3 separate regions of the Mus musculus genome follow, and regions 1 and 3 are each linked to region 2. Evidence: chromatin contacts called from public HiChIP or PLAC-seq data. All regions are on one chromosome and are shown on one strand. The core of a region is the stretch at or near the end of the contact, and the rest is flanking DNA. Distances in the headings are between cores, read along the strand shown. Region 1 holds the start of Ankrd9 (ankyrin repeat domain 9). Region 2 has its middle 6.3 kb from the start of Gm40577. Region 3 has its middle 11 kb from the start of Dlk1.

Region 1 (2,831 bases), core at 95-2,594, 550 kb before region 2:
GTGTACACGTATGCCTGCTTAAGTCTACTCAAAGGAGCCAGGTGAGAGAGACTCCAGCTTAAAGTCCCTTAGCCCCTGCTGGCACAGAGGAGCCAAGAGGGTTGAAGGCTGTATACACATTTGCTCTGAGGTAGGGGAGGGGAGGTTGCTTTGAAGGTGCTAGCTGTCTGCTGGACAGAGGCAGGAGGAAGGGCTTGGATGGAGGCTGCAGGAACCCTTGGCCCTAACTGAGCCTCTAAGGGCATTGTGGAAAAGAAACTGGCCGTGCCTGTGAATGGAGTTTGGAACTATTTCATCAGGGGGATCCTTGCCTCTGGTAAGGTGGGGTGAGAGTCCCAAGGTCCAGGCGTGGCAGCTTTCATCTGTGCATTTGGAATGGACTTGGCACTCCCACACCCCTGATGAAGTCAGGGGCTCCCTCAGGCTCTAGGGTCAGCCATGGGAAGGCTAGAACATGCTCCCAGTTCTGCCTGAGTGAAAAACAGCCCCAAAGTGTACCTTTCTTTGGACAACCGACTCTCTCTCTCTATCTCTCTGTGTGTGTGTGTTTTGAGATAGGGTTTCTCTGTAGTCCTGGCTGTCTTGGAACTTGCTTTCTAGACCAGGTTGGCCTTCAGTTCAGAGATCCACCTGCCTCTGCCTTCTGAGTGCGGGGATTAAAGATATGTGCCAACTCACACTGGACTTAAATAACTATCTACCTCATAGCAGGCATCATAATTCTGCCCCCCCCCCTTTTCTCCTGTGTTAGTGGTAAAGTCAAAGTGAAAGAAAGCGTTTAGCCCAGAAGACGACACAATAGGCACTATAAACAGCTCTTATACACGCATGCATCCATGCCTTTCTTTTGAGATTGGAGCCGAGGCTAGCCATGCCAGGGCGTTGGCAGGGCAGAGCAAGGTTCAATAGTTTAAGGGCTCAGTCCTATTCTAGGCCTTCCCACACGCAGATGGGGTAACAGCTGGATGTTTCCCCAAGGTCAGTGAGGGTCAGAGCAAGGGAAGCCCAGAGCAGGACTCTTGCAGCAGCCGCAAGCGCAAGCCAGGGAGCCTATTCTTGTGTGCAGTCTAGGACCGCACAGATCCAGCTCCAGGAGCCTGCCGGGACTCGCCCCGCCTCCATCACGTCCCGCCCTCCAAGCTCTGCCCGGTGCCCGGCATCTCTCACCACCCCTCCCCACCCCGCCACCTCGGGGCCCTCAAGTTTCTCCGAAGTTTTCCGCGGGTCCCTCTGAGAGTCCCGCCCCCTGGCCCGTGACGCAACAATGGTGCAGCGCGACGACCAATGGGTAGCGGCGGGGGCCGGCGGCGTGAGCCAATGGCGGCGGCGGCCCGTCCCGCGGTCCTGCCCGGCCCCGGCCGCACTGCGCCGCCCGCCGCCCTCCCCTCGGCGGCACCAGCACCGGCATCGGGAGACGGTGTCGCGGCGGCTCAGAGTGCAGCGGGCGCTGCCTCCGCTCCCGGCGTCGTGGGATCTCTGTCTGCTCGCCCGTGCATGGACGGCGCGCGCTCCGGCCCGCCGCAGGGACAGGGTCGCGCGGCTTGGTGAGTCGCCTGCCCCGAGCGCCCCGGTGCGCAGGTGCAGCCCCTGATCCTGGCCACCGGCCCGCAGACACTCGGGCGCGCCCCGGGAGGGGTCAGGGAGGATCTGGCCGGCGGCCCAAGCTCCAGTCACAGAGCCGCGGCCGTGACTCTGCCCAGTGACGTGGGGCGGCCGAACTTTACGTAACCCGCCCGGCACCCCACGCGTGCCCACACAGTGCATCTGGGGCGCAGGGGGCCCAGGTTCCGGGAGGAGCTGCAGTCATGCCAATCCCCTCAGAGGGGCGTCTGCCGCAGCCCACTCTATAGTGCTCACCTCTGTAACCCAGTTAATGGTCATGACACTGTGGACGAGGCCCTCTGGCTGTCCCAGGTCCCTTGTAACCTAGAGCTTACCCTTGCTGGAGGCAGTAGGGCTCTTGGGCAGGGAGACCAAGGGTGAATGGCCAGGGCTCAGGTTTGAGGCTTGGGACCCAAGGTGGAGGTAGGGTTTTTAAACTGGGGTCTGCAGTGTATGGAACGGCCCTCAAACAGAACGCAGGAGACCTAGGCTCTTGTCCTGGCTCAGCCTGACTTGGTGACTGACCTTGGACTAGCTTGTCCCCCGTTGAAAAGTGAGATGGCAGTATCGGCCTCATGTGGATGGACCTCGAGAGGACTGCAGGTGGTGTATGCTCCAATCCCCCCACTGACTTCACCTTTTCCCTCCTCCCAGGAGCTCCTTCCTGATGGGCAGGAAAATTGTTTGTGGATAAAAGAGCCAGAGCCACTTTCCAACTCTGGCTGCGGGCGGGCGCACTGCCAGCCCTGGGCCACCACTTTCTTGTTGATGAGGTTTGGTGTGTTAGAGTGAATACCTGCATCTACAGAACCCAGGGCCGCCTGCAGGAACCAGGTAGGTCTAAGTGAATAATCTCCACGACCCTCCTGGAAAGAAGTTTGAGTAGTCTCTTGGGGTCAGGGTAGAAGTAGAGTTGGGGCTGGATTTGGGGGTGTGAGGGTGATTTGGGCTCAACTTGTGCTGTGAGCCTGAGTCTTCTGCGATGTCCCATGGGTTCCTCTTTATTTGCAGTTGGAAGGACCTGGCTCAGGTGTGAAAGGAGCGCTTTTTGAAGGTTCCAGGGCTGCAGAGGGTTGGCACACGGAAGGCTCCAGCAGATCCAGCCTTCTCTAGCACAGGCAAGAGAGGAAGTGCAGGTGCAGAAATTCAAGAATGGTTCTGGGTCCAGGAGAGAATAGAGCTGGGGGCAGTGACTGGCAGACCCGATTCATTCGACCCTACTTCGTCTC
Region 2 (2,834 bases), core at 112-2,611:
TCCCATCTCGGAAGAGAGCTTCCTCCTAGCTGTCCAAAAATGCCAGTCTTTCCTGGTTGCTTTTCAATCAAGATGTAGAACTCTCAGCTTCTCTGGCACCATGTCTGCCTGGATGCTGCCATACTTCCTGCTATGATGATAGTGGACTGAACCTCTGCACCTGTAAGCCAGCCCCAATTAAATGTTGTCCTTATAAGAGTTGCCTTGGTCATGGTGTCTGTTCACAGCAATGGAAACCCAAACTAAGACACACCCACCCACTAATTTATTCACTTCTTAAACATTTACTCAAGGATCCCTCCACTCTCCACAGGGAGTTAGTAACTGTTAGTAACTGTTAGTTAGTAATCCCATGTCTCAGTAAGGTGCCCACTAGGATCTGAGGCTGGCGAGATGGGGCTGGGGAGCTGCTGCAGGCATTGTGGCCTGTGTCATAGTCTGGTCTAGATTCTAAAGGATTTTTACATAAAAATTTGCAGGACATGGCTCTCCAGCCCAGAGCACATTGCGCCTGGACTCTCCAAATTTATATTCTCTGTTCTGACACAATCATGCCAGCCAGTCACCCCAATGCCAGCCAATCACCCCAGTGTCTTAACAGCTCTGATATCATGTCAGACATCTGAAGTTCAAAGTCAGCCGTATTGGATGTGGGTGAGACTCAGGGTCCATCTCAATGCTGCTCTCCGCTCTTGAACCTATAAAATCCAGGCACTGCTATGTTTCAGAATACAGTGGTGGGTTAGGTACAGGACAGACACTCCACCGGGCAACGAGAACTAGGAAAGGAAGGACTTATAGGACCCAGGTGAGCCCAAACCCAGCAGGGCAAATTCCACCAGTCAGGGAAGTCTGAGGGTGGCCGCTGAGTACGTTTTTCCATCCTGAAGGGAAGCTGTATGATAAACAACTCTAACTTCAGGAAGACCCTGAAACTAAGCAGATTTACTTAGCCCCTCCCTCTTGGAGTAAATGGTAAAGGCTGAGAGACCCTCTCAGACAAAGCACAGAAGATTCCCAGAGGAGAAAAGCTACAAGGAGACTTATGCCAGACCAGCTGCTCCGGGGAAATGGTTTAGACCAGAGTCACTTGGGAAGAACACCCCAACCTGTTGAGCTGTCTGCAGGCTGTGCAGTGGGCTCCTTGTGAGCTGTTACCCATGCTGAGGTGGACTTTGATGACACAGCTATCTTTGAGTCATTTCTGCTCCTGTAAGTGACCCCTCACCCAGATTCCTGTAAGTAACCCCAATAAAACTCATTGGCTAAAACTAAGTTGGACTTTGGTCATATTCATACTTTGGTCTGTCACGAGGTCCCTATCTGGGGTGAGTAGATGTGTGTTTTCTAGGAAATATTTTGTCATACAGCAGGGACTTTCTGGCACCAAGCTCTTGCCCTCTAGGCCCATGGGACAGGGCCCTTCTGGATACACAAGGGTGTGTTTTATTCTTTAAATCTGCTGGGGTAGCGGCCACACCTTTACCCAGGCAGAAGGCTCTGCAGTTTGCCAGGCAGGGACAAAGGGTTCAGAGCAAGTCTGCTCCAGGCTCTGGCCCAGTGGCAGTTCTCTGGGACCATGCCTCTAGTGGTGACTCTGTTGTAGGCATACTTTATTGGGTTCTTATATCTACCACCCTTCTCCATCCCAATCCTGTCCAACCTCCCAACACGGGCTAGGAGGAAAAGAAGGCTAGAGGTGGGAGGGGGTGTCATCTCCTTAGACTGCCTCCTGCTGATCAGGGGTGTCGGGTACCTTGGGTGCAGGTCCAGTCTTCACTGTCAGGATATATGGTTTCTTCTTCATGTCTCTTTACCCAGCAACCAGGAGCAGCAGGGGGAGCAGCCACCATCACAGGCCCTCTCTGGGCTCCTTTCAAGAGTCCCCAGAATTCTAAACATAAGCTATCTACAGGGGGCAAAAATCACACCCCTGCTAGAGCATGAGACAAATCATAGCAGCTGTGGACAACCTGAAGCAGCCCCACAGCCCACGCCTGGGATTAAAACAAACAAACAAACAAACAAACAAACAAACAAACAAAACATATTTACATAACATAACCATGGCTTTTTAAAAAATTAGATATTTTCTTTATTTACATTTCAAATGCTATCCCGAAAGTTCCTTGTATCCTCCCCCTGCCCTGCTCCCCTACCCACCCACTCCCACTCCTTGGCCCTGGCATTCCCCTGTACTGGGGCATATAAAGTTTGCAAGACCAAGGGGCCTCTCTTCCCAATGATGGCTGACTAGGCCATCTTCTGCTACATATGCAGCTAGAGACACGAGCTCTGGGGGTACTGGTTAGTTCATATTGTTGTTCCACATAACCAGGGTTTTAATGATAACACATTCTCAGTACAGTCTACACCTCCCCATACATCCAAGGTGCTCCTGGGTTATGAGGCCAAGCCTCACCGGGCATTACCCTACGGGAGGCTCCCTTTGGTGTGCCCACAGTCTGTCTCTGTCTTTTCTCTTTTGGAGACAGGATTTCGCTGTGTAGTCCAGGCCCTGTCTCAGCCTCCCGAATGCTAGGATTAGAGCTATGCACCATCATGTCCGCTTTCTGAGGCATCTGTCTGGGATGGAGAAGACAAGACCAGTGGGACCTGCATTGTCTTGAACATAACTGGTTCCTGGCTTCTGCTTGAGAGTGAATCTTCTCAGAGGGTCACCTGAGCATACCTGGGTTCTCTCTGGAAACCCTCTCATTCTAACGCTGAGGACTTACCAACCCTGTAACTTCTGCTTCCCTGTGCTGAACGCTGCCTGCTAAGAAGCAGTCAGGGGACCAGGCGGTGCCTTCCACAGTTCAGAATGGTCTCAG
Region 3 (2,861 bases), core at 177-2,676, 980 kb after region 2:
CCAGGCAGGGCTCAGCACAAGACAGATGGTTCATGCAAGATGGTGAGATCAGAGAGAGCTTATTAGAGAGACTATTTACAGCAAAGTGGGTGAGGTGAAAAAAAAAAAACAGACAGATGACAGCAGGCCCAGTTACCCTACAGGCCTAGGGGGTATCAGTACCTGGGCTGGAAACTCAAAGCTAGTAGAGAAGCTATGTGCTTCAGTGGAGGAAGCTCCAGCTCACAGGATCTGACCTCCATCCCAGGTGATGGCCAAGTTCACCAGGTCTAGACACAAAGGGTCAGGGGTGGAGGCTTTGCAAGTTAGAGAAGCCCACGGGACTTTCCTGGGTTTTGTGTTATTCCTAAGTGTGCATATGTGTTCACCACATAAGAGCCTGGTGCCCAAGGAGGACAGGGAAAAAAAAAAAAGGTGTTGGATCTTGAACCACCACACGGGTGCTGGGAACTGAACCAAGAACTGCAAAAGCATCAAGTGCCCTTAACGACTGTGTTCCAGTCTCCGTTTTGGCCAAGTGTCAGCCGCTCATACGACTGGCTCCTTGCCTGGTGTCCCTAAGCACCCTTCTTCAATCCTTTTCATGAAAAAACAAACAAACAAACAAACAAACAAACAAACCAAAAAAACCCAACGGGACTCCAGACACCCAGAGAGAGTGAAGGAGGCACTCCTCGTAGGTCCCCAATGTCGTAGGGACATCGATTAAGAAAATGAAAACATAGACGCTGTGTGATTGGGACTGTAGGGAGATGCAGAAAAGGAGAGGACCAACTGTGGCCACAGGGAAAAAAGCAAAAGATGGAGACAGGTAGCCAAGGGCTCCAGGATGCAGAGACTATGCACAGTTTAATGTCTAAGTGAGTGCGTGCGTGGGAGCCTAGGCCTTCACTTAACTGTAAGAGGGACCCAAGGGTGTTTGTGGGCTGAAGAGGCTGCAGGTGATGATCCAGCACCTACATGATTAATTGAATGAGGCAAATGCAGCCTGCTCCTCTGAGAGTTTCTGGCGAGTTAGGGAGACTAGGATTTGAACCGACACTTCCACGAGCTCTTTAATTGAGTCTGCAGCATTTGCAGGGGTGAGGAGGGGCTGGGGGTGGGGGGGAACGACACGGGCAGTGAGTCAATGTACCGTGAGCCCCTTCCATCTGTCCTCTGGTGCCACTGGCAAAGAGAACAGCCATGCTGCGGAGCCCAGCCTGTTGGATACTCTCTGCCACTGGCCTTGTAGTAGGCACACTTGGGCGTTAATTGTGCTTTTAACTTTCAAAGTGGTTTCGCATTGATTTTATTTACACAGAACCTGGCGTTTGTCACGCTCTGCCTCGGAGGCTAGTGAGCCACTTTGCGCACTGGGAAGTATCCAGAGCCTCTGAAAGATCTAGCTGGTGCCCGGTTCTCATCTGTATCCTGGACACACCGTTGGGGCCCAGAGAGCATTTGTTGATTTAGTGTGTAATGTGTGGGCGGAGAGCTAGGGAGAATACTCACTCTACAGGAAAGGTATATCTCTCTTGTTGTGACCATCAAAGGGGTCTTTTTGGGGCTACCAGAGAGTCTCATCTGGTAGCTACCCCTCAGTCCCTCCCATGCCAGACAGGACCCCCTTCTAGGGACTTCTCTACAGAGTCCTGTTCCTTATCCCTGGAGTGGATCTCAGTGCTAAGAAATGGGTGGCGGGTGGGTATGTGAATGTGTTTAACCCTGCCTTCACTTCAAGGTGGGGAGGGGTTCCATCTGGCCCCAGTCCAGACCTCTTTAGCACCCAGGGGTGCCGGGCCTGGTCCCAGGCTGGTGTTCAGTTCAGGCAGAACAGAGCTGGAGCAGCTGGGAGGGGCTGTTCTGTCCCCTTCCGTGGAGCTGGCAGGTTGCCTGCCAGCTGGGCTACACACAGGCCGTGGGCAGGGATTCCCCTGGGAGGAGCTGCGGCTTTCTGGTAGTTTGGGGTGCCTGTACTTCCTCGATGCCAGTATTTTTAACTTGGCCCAGTTTTTAATAAACTGTCTGTGTGGGGAGCAGTAACCGACAGTTAAGGGATTCAACTACAACACTACTCTGAGGAAAAAAAACCTCATGACTGGTTCTGAGGCCAGGGAAGGCCTGTGCTTCCTGTGGCCACTGAAGTTGCAGAGTTGGGACAGATGGGTGGCAGGGCCAGGGAGCCAGGAACTTCGTGGCCCCTGGCAGCTGTATTAGAGACTTCTATGCTTTTCTGTAGCCCAACTTCATCCCAGACCCCGCTGCATGCCCTCCAGAGGGTCCCCTCCATATGTACTTGGCTCTGCCACACATTGGGGATCTTGCAGGGACTGTCCTGTCTCTACCTATGCCCCTAAATACCACCTGCTTGCTCATGCCTTCCATCTCCTAGTCCCATAAGACCCTTGTTCTTCCCCAATGCTTCCTTCACCAAGGACCTTGGGCAGACAGTCTGTTTGTCTATCCATCCCTATCCTCCTGTCTGGGCTGACTATGAGAAGAAGCAATGCCTCTATTCTCCCCTCATCTAAGAAGAGTGTGTGTGGGGGGGGCACAACTCTTTATTGACAGATCTTCTACCATCATGGCCAGGTCTAGACAGGATCTGTCACCTCCCTGTCCTTATCCTGCCAAGGCTACAGACACAATCCTGGCTGTTCCTTAGGGAAAATGAGACTCTCTCTTTCACTGGGGAGGTTCCTAGAGTAAAGCTACAGATTGGCCCAGAGAGCAACAGTGGGTGTTTAAATACTGCTCTTCCTCAGGCAGGATTGGGTTGCCGAGAAACTGAAGGAGGTGGTCACCCTTTCCATGTGATCTGAAGGGTGCCACAACTGTCTGCCTCCCACTCCAAGGACTCCATAGCCACTTGACTTCCC

The links. HiChIP or PLAC-seq counts read pairs in DNA pulled down with a chosen protein or histone mark.
Region 1: an HNF4G HiChIP or PLAC-seq map of pancreatic cancer cells shows a contact between it and region 2. The contact joins the promoter of Ankrd9 here to the enhancer-like site in region 2. A contact is called at or near these places in 2 of 39 promoter capture datasets (embryonic stem cells and pre-B cells), 1 of 15 datasets of contacts at CTCF or cohesin (embryonic stem cells), 8 of 484 Hi-C or Micro-C datasets (CD4 T cells, the G1E-ER4 cell line, cerebral cortex and 3 more) and 4 of 115 datasets of contacts at active chromatin or transcription factors (embryonic limb bud, embryonic stem cells, microglia and 1 more).
Region 3: a contact with region 2 is called in a FOXA1 HiChIP or PLAC-seq map of pancreatic cancer cells. The contact joins two enhancer-like sites. A contact is called at or near these places in 1 of 39 promoter capture datasets (cranial neural crest) and 3 of 115 datasets of contacts at active chromatin or transcription factors (embryonic stem cells, pancreatic cancer cells and stem cell-derived neural progenitor cells).

What each region holds. Positions count from the first base shown.
Region 1 is chr12:110,977,553-110,980,383 of GRCm38.p6, reverse strand. It overlaps Ankrd9 (ankyrin repeat domain 9), which reads left to right and starts at 1,344. Exons shown (of 3, transcript NM_175207.5): 1 at 1,344-1,544; 2 at 2,257-2,436.
Region 2 is chr12:110,422,933-110,425,766 of GRCm38.p6, reverse strand. No RefSeq gene overlaps it. Among named protein-coding and RNA genes, the nearest start is that of Gm40577, 6.3 kb to the right of the region's middle. Within about 2 kb of position 1,361, at least 15 of the 459 cell types and tissues checked have an H3K27ac peak or open chromatin away from gene starts, as enhancers often do. A contact at or near this core is called in pancreatic cancer cells, where this site is marked.
Region 3 is chr12:109,440,621-109,443,481 of GRCm38.p6, reverse strand. No RefSeq gene overlaps it. Among named protein-coding and RNA genes, the nearest start is that of Dlk1, 11 kb to the left of the region's middle. Within about 2 kb of position 1,426, at least 73 of the 459 cell types and tissues checked have an H3K27ac peak or open chromatin away from gene starts, as enhancers often do. A contact at or near this core is called in pancreatic cancer cells, where this site is marked.